Linked DNA regions of Capsicum annuum: region 2 is linked to region 1. The links are chromatin contacts, called in public Hi-C maps. All regions are on one chromosome and are shown on one strand. Each heading gives the region's core, a stretch centred on a gene start, on an enhancer-like site or on the middle of the called end of the contact. The rest is flanking DNA. Distances are from core to core; before and after follow the strand shown.

Region 1 (3,487 bases), core at 665-3,164:
TGTCATATAAGAAAATTTCATCAAATCTAAAATAAAAATTTTAAATCAACTAATTTAAAAAGTATATTATTTTTTAAAAATAAATATTTTGAACACTTTTAACAAATATTTTAATATAATTAAACATTAGTTTTAGAGAGAAAATTGGCATTGTTGTTGATCTTGAAAACATAAATTGTTCTTTTCCACAAGGCAGACGAAAAAGCAAAAGCTTTGCTCATGCTCAAAACAGAAAATAAGCAAAAAGATAATGTAACAAATAAAACAATTTCCAGAAAAGGTGCTTTGCAGGGGGCAAATGGGTCATTATAGCCTAATAATACAATATACTCCAGCGTCAACTTAAATCATACGGCACAAAGAGATTAATTAATACAGTGACTGATCCGCAAGGTAACTTGCAGCTTGTTGTTTGGATGGTTGTTACTTCTTTTTTTTTTTTTTTTTTTTGTTGTTACTTGAATTCACAATTTATTCATTAGTGTAACAATATCATATATTCAGTATGATTTTATAAAATGAGATTTAAAAAAGATAAAATGAAATTATTTTTAATATACTTTTGGCTCAAGTAAAAATAATTTAAAACAGTCTAAAAAGATAATAAAAATATAAGAAATACCAAATTGTGATCAAAAAAAGAGAAAAAAATAAATAGCAATAAGAGAATAACTACAATAAAACACTATAATAGTTCAAATATAAATAAATTAAATAATAACATAAATCATCGAATAAAAAACTATCCGAGCATTACTACCACTACCACCTACTAATAAGAACATAACACTACTTACTAATCTTCTGTCTTAATCCTCTATCCTCCAGAATCTTCTATCTAATGTCATGTTCTATCTAATCACTTTCTCCAATATTTTATTGTATTATTAATTTAAATATTATTGTAAATTACGCCATGTTTGAAATTTACTTATGAAATTTTACTAGGTATGCTCTTGTTATTCTGATTATTATTTAAATTTTATTATTTTATCAGTTTCAATTTATGTGACATAGTTTTTTTTAGTCTATCCTTAAAAGAATATAATCTTTTCTTATTTGACAACTATTTAATTGTACAATTTTCATTTTTTTTCCTTATTGAGTCCTATTTAATAGAGCCGTTAATAAAGGTCAGGTCCGTTGGGCTGACCCGACCCAGCCTGTAATTTGATGGAGTTGGGCTTTAATTTTTGTAGACCCTTTAAAAACAAGGCTTTTTAGCCTGACCCGGATAAGCCCGTGGCCTGTAGGGCTTAGCAGTGTGGGTTGGGCTAGCCCGTGGACTGACCCGTAAGTCAAATACATGCAACTATTTAGATTGCTTATTAGTATTTTTATTTGGTTTAAAGGATATTATGCCAAAAGTTATTTAATTTCGCAATTAGAAGTATTTTTTGGGGGTGTTGGAGACTTGATTAACAAGTATTAACACTATGCAATATTATCTGTTAATATTTATGTTTATTAACATTCTAAAATTAAATTATAAAATATTATTTTTTAAAAAGTGAGCCCGTGAGGCCCGCAGCTCACAGAGTAATGTTATGGATTTGATATTTTTTGGTCCATTATTTTAATGAATCAGTCCGACCTGACCTGTCAAACTCAAAGTCCGTGTGAACTAGCCCAAATAGAATTGAGCCAACTCGTATTGACAGCTCTACTATTTAATAAGAAAGTCAATCAAATAATAACAATAAAGTAACTTTAATAAGGTAAATTAATAAATATAATAAAATTTTCTCTTATTTTTTAGTTCGTGTCCAATCTAATTATGTCACATAAATTAAAGGAAGTATATAATTAAGTTAATGCTATTTAAAGATATAGTGACAGCTGAGGAAAGAAAATTACTGCGAAGAAAATGTCATAAAAGAGTTCACCAGAGTTGAGAGCCAAAGACCACGACAACAAGAGCTCTGAGGAGGCCAATTTATATCACTATCTCAAATGAACGAAGGTTATTTTTGATAAATCTCGACTCGGAGCCACAGACGAGCATAAATAAATTTATTCATACTTACTGGAGGGTCTTCATTTAGCCATATGGCTATCAGAAATTGACTCATATATTGACAGGAATGTCAGATACATATTAGTGGGCAGTCAACAACTCTCTTTGTCTTAACCATAAACTACACACCGGACTTCTCATTTCTCTTTGTTTTTTGTTTTTTTTTAATTCCCTTTATTATATATATTTATATATCTGTTATTTCTCTGTCCTTAACACACACCCTTCACTTCTTTGCTTCACCCATACTCGTCTCTCTAAGCTTATTATTCTCAGTTTTTGGCTTCCAAGAACATAACTTTTTGCATTTGTCTTCATTCTTATTTCAGAATAAACTTCTTGTTTTCTTCTCAAATCTATGTTGGTAATCTCCCAAGATTAGTTTTTTTATGAGGTTTTAAGTACTTTTATTGAAGTAAATTCCAAAAGGTACTCTTAATTTGAGGTGGGATTTTTCTTAATTTGACTCTAATGGATGTTTCTTGTGATCTTGAAGTAGATGTCAATGGTGAAGAAATTTTTATGGTAGATAAGGTAAATTTTCTTTCTTTTTTTTTTTTTCAAGCTTTCTGGTTCTTCTCTTTTGTCTTTGTAAATAACAACAAATAAATTGTTAATTTGTTCTCCCTCTTTCTTTTTTGTTTCTTTGTCCAAATTGTTGTTTTCTCAATTAATGTTATTCTATTTCTTTTTCTTATTCTCTGTTCTTGGCTCTCTTCTTTTATCCTCTATTTTGTCCAATTACTGTATGCAAAATTGTTATTTTTTTCTTTCATAATAGTGTTTGGGAGCATCGGAGTAATTGGTAAAGTTGTCGTGATCAAGAGGTGATAACTAGTTTCAGTTGTGAAACTAATCTCTTGCAAAAATGCAGGATAAGACCGCGTAATATAGACCTTTGTAATCCAGCCCTTTCTCTGGACGTCCATAGTGAGAGTTTTAATGCAGCGGACTGCAATTTCATAAGTAGTGTTCTGTTTAATTTGGGTCTGTCTGGCTCCATTTCTTGCTATTTTCAAGTTCATGATCATTCTCCTACATATTTCTTTGCTGTCTTTCAACTCTCTCTAACATTATTGTACTTAACTTTTGCTACTCATTTGTTAACACAAAATTAAATTTTGTACCTACATTGTTGATGTGTGGGGCTAAAGTTTGTATTAGCTTACTTCTCTTTCTTGGCTACTTTTTTCTCCAATGTGACATGTAAATATGTTTTCTCTCATTTATTATTGATGATGCTACTATTATTATGGGGTTTAAATGTTCTTGCCCCTTTTAAATGTTGCTTCTTTCACATCTTTCTAGAGTGCCCAAAAAGGTTGCTCTCATTTCTACTCATTACTATGCTTTCCCTACTTTGCTGGTACATCACAGACTTTTTTCCCTCAATTTAATTTCAGTATAATGACCTGTCATAATTCTTTAGATTATTTAATTTAAGTTTTTTGCTTTTGGTGGTTTTAATTT
Region 2 (3,487 bases), core at 669-3,168, 330 kb after region 1:
TTGAATCAAATAAATTGTAAAAAAGTTATTAACTTCGATCCTGAATAATAAGCATAAGGATAATCATACAAAATACTCCCTTTGGTCCATTTTAACTTAATGTATGAGTCACTTTTCAATGTTAATAATAACGTAATTATTCAATATTTAAGAGAATCATTTAAAAATTTTTTCCTTTTTGCGCTTTATTTATATTTTATACTTTAGTTGATAAATTAAAGAGACTTAATTGCTGAATTTATGATTTTAATTTAATTTTATAGGGACAAACATGAAAAGTTACATTTAATTTATGTCTTATTTTTTCATAGATATATATTGCTTCGTAAATTAAATTAATATAGACCAGAGGCAGAGGGTGTACATTATAATCTCTTCTTGTCATTAAGGCCATTTTGACAAACCTTACTTGTACAAATTAAAGGAGCGAGTGTCTTTTTTCACTACACGCGAAGCGAATACTTAGCTTTTAGAAAGGAAAAAGAATTTCCCTCTTTTAAAAACTGCCTACTGCCCATGACAACTGTACACTGCAGTGACCAGCTGTACTATTCCACGTGCTCATATCTCATTGGTCTGCATTACTACTCATCCTTTTCTCAACAGCGACTATACCTACTGTGCTGTTCCCCACCATGGGACCAACTTTTTTTAAATCCAGCTAAGCCAATTAGTGATCCTTTGGTTCCGAGTTATTCTATGATTTTATTTCAATAAGCAATAATAACAATATACCCAATATATTCACATAAAGTGAAATCTAGGAAAGGTAAATATATATCCTTCATATCACTATTTTAGAGGCGAGATGAGGAAACTGTTTTCAATAGATTCTTAATTCGAGTAAAATAACAATTAAGAAAAAATATAATATAAAAACAAAAAACAATAGGTTTTAATATAATAAATAATAACATAAATAAGACTATCATAGAGTGATACGAACATTTTATTCCAGTCAAATGCAGAATAAATTCACCATAAAAATAATTTTTAGATAAGTTATCACTGTTGCTTGTACCAATTAGGGATAATTTGATAGAGTGTACTGTAAAATATAATGCATGCATTAGTTAATGTATATTGTTAATGGCTTGTTTGGTACGACTTTTTACCTATTGTATATTGAAGTGTGTATTAGTAATACACTTTATTTCCTATGTAATAGTAATACAAATACTTCAAACACATGCATTAACTTATTAAATGACCTTAATACTCCTCAATTTTCCTCTCAAAATATTTCATCATTCTTTTTCCTGTCATTTTAATTTGCGATAATGAATCTTTTCAAAACATTTCACAATTTCTTTTCCCACCATTTGAATTTACAACAACGAATGATTGATTTAAATAACTATAACATATTTTTACTTTGTTTCGAGAGTCTTTAGAAAGATTAAAAAAATTTATGATAATATTTCTTTACGTCTTGTATTTTATTTTTGTTTCGACTATGTTAATTCGTCAGCGTAACATTTTTGTATAAAGAAGAAGGTCTTGCAATTAATCCTACACCTCTATATAATAGTTCAACAATATTCATTATGTTTGAAATGACAAAAAAATTTTGTTGTAAAAAAGTGTACAAGATCAAAGAAGGGTATTTTTGTAAACAAAAACTTTTTTTATAGAAATTATATAAAATGTATTATTTCTTATATATCAAACCAAATAATGTATAAAAATAATACATGCATAACTAATACAAATATTATTAATGCAAATATTACAAATATTACTAATACATTATATTTTACATTATTTCATAGCGAACGATCCTCTAAGCTCTTACTGCTAACGGCTATAATATTTTGAGTTTTTGCTCTCTGACACATCGAGTACCGGGTCCAGCGTGGACAATGAAGTGTAACATAAATGTCTGCTGACGTGACACTGGCTTCTTGGTTAAGCCTGTCCCATTTTGGCTATAAAATCAACTCAATTTCCTTTGGCCCTCTTCACACTTCACCTAAGCAGAAGATTTTCTCACTCTCTCTGTTCTGCTCTGAAAATCTTGGAAAAAATGGGGTCTACTAGTTGTGTTTTCTTGGGTATTTTCTCTCTTGTTATGGTGGGCTTGGTTAGTTCTTCAAAATTTGAAGAGCTATATCAGCCTAGCTGGGCTTTTGACCATTTGACAACTGAAGGAGAAATTCTTAGGATGAAACTTGACAGCCTTTCTGGTATTTTAAAATTTTTCGTTCATTAAAGATTGTTATGCATATGATATATATGGCATTAGTTCAAGTTTTGACGTTATTGTACGTGTTATATTTTTAGGTACTGGATTTCAGTCAAAGGGCAAGTACATGTTTGGTAAAGTTACTGTTCAGATTAAGCTTGTTGAGGGTGACTCTGCTGGAACTGTAACTGCTTTCTATGTAAGTAACGATAGTACTCTTTTCGATCCAAAATTAGTGTCCTTGGTAGTTCATTTCATGTTCATTAAATCACTAATGCATTTCATAACTTGTGCATTTCATTGAATCCATATAATGGTGAAATTTCCAGTGGCAGACAATATAAGTAGTGTGACATTATATCAAATTTCAGTACATACATGCATAGAGCCATTGTTTTCTAATCCTATGAACTTGTTAAATTACAATAAATCAAGCATTTAATTTATTTTTTTTAAACTTCCAGCATACTGTTTTTGTCCAGGTTGTGCCCCACTCTTTCGAATATTTTTTTTTTCTATTGGGTGAAAAATGGTAGCTTGACTTTACTGACTAACCTTAGTCTTTCCAATTTAGTAATACTTTCATTATATCGTTGATGCTGAAATAAGTTATCTTACGGACTCTAATTCACTTTATATGCAGATGTCGTCAGATGGACCAACCCACAATGAGTTTGATTTTGAGTTTCTTGGTAACACAACTGGTGAACCATACACTGTTCAAACCAATGTATATGTCAATGGTGTTGGTAACAGGGAACAAAGATTGAACCTTTGGTTCGACCCATCTAAGGATTTCCACTCTTATTCCATCTTGTGGAACCAACGCCAAGTTGTGTAAGTTTCCTAATTATAAATCGAATAAAATATACAGTTGAACTTTGTGCCAATTTTCAAGAATTGAAATACTAGAGGGTATAGATTCCTTTTGCATATTTTGAGAATGTCTTTTCTTGATAACTTAATTTTAAATTATTGTACAGATTCTTGGTAGATGAGACACCAGTTCGTGTACACTCGAATTTGGAGCACAAAGGGATACCATTCCCCAAGGACCAACCAATGGGTGTATACAGTTCAATATGGAATGCAGATGATTGGGCTACACAAGGCGGAAGGGTAAAGACTGATTGGTCGCACGCGCCCTTCGTTGCATCCTACAAGGGATTTGAGATTAACGGTTGTGAGTGCCCCGCAACTGCTGCAGTCGCTGAGAATACTCAGCGTTGCAGCAGCAATGGTCAGAAGAGGTACTGGTGGGATGAACCGGTTATGTCCGAGTTAAGTGTGCACCAGAGCCAT

What was found. A called contact is a pair of places that touch in the nucleus more often than the background predicts.
Region 2: a contact with region 1 is called in a Hi-C map of bud, with 3 times the contacts expected there. The contact joins the promoter of LOC107878276 here to the promoter of LOC107878275 in region 1. A contact is called at or near these places in 2 of 5 Hi-C or Micro-C datasets (bud and leaf).

What each region holds. Positions count from the first base shown.
Region 1 is chr7:195,490,111-195,493,597 of UCD10Xv1.1, forward strand. It overlaps LOC107878275 (BTB/POZ domain-containing protein At3g22104), which reads left to right and starts at 1,915. Exons shown (of 3, transcript XM_016725205.2): 1 at 1,915-2,551. The coding sequence starts at 2,489.
Region 2 is chr7:195,824,106-195,827,592 of UCD10Xv1.1, forward strand. It overlaps LOC107878276 (xyloglucan endotransglucosylase protein 6), which reads left to right and starts at 1,919. Exons shown (of 4, transcript XM_016725207.2): 1 at 1,919-2,186; 2 at 2,284-2,384; 3 at 2,829-3,022; 4 at 3,169-3,487. The coding sequence starts at 2,027.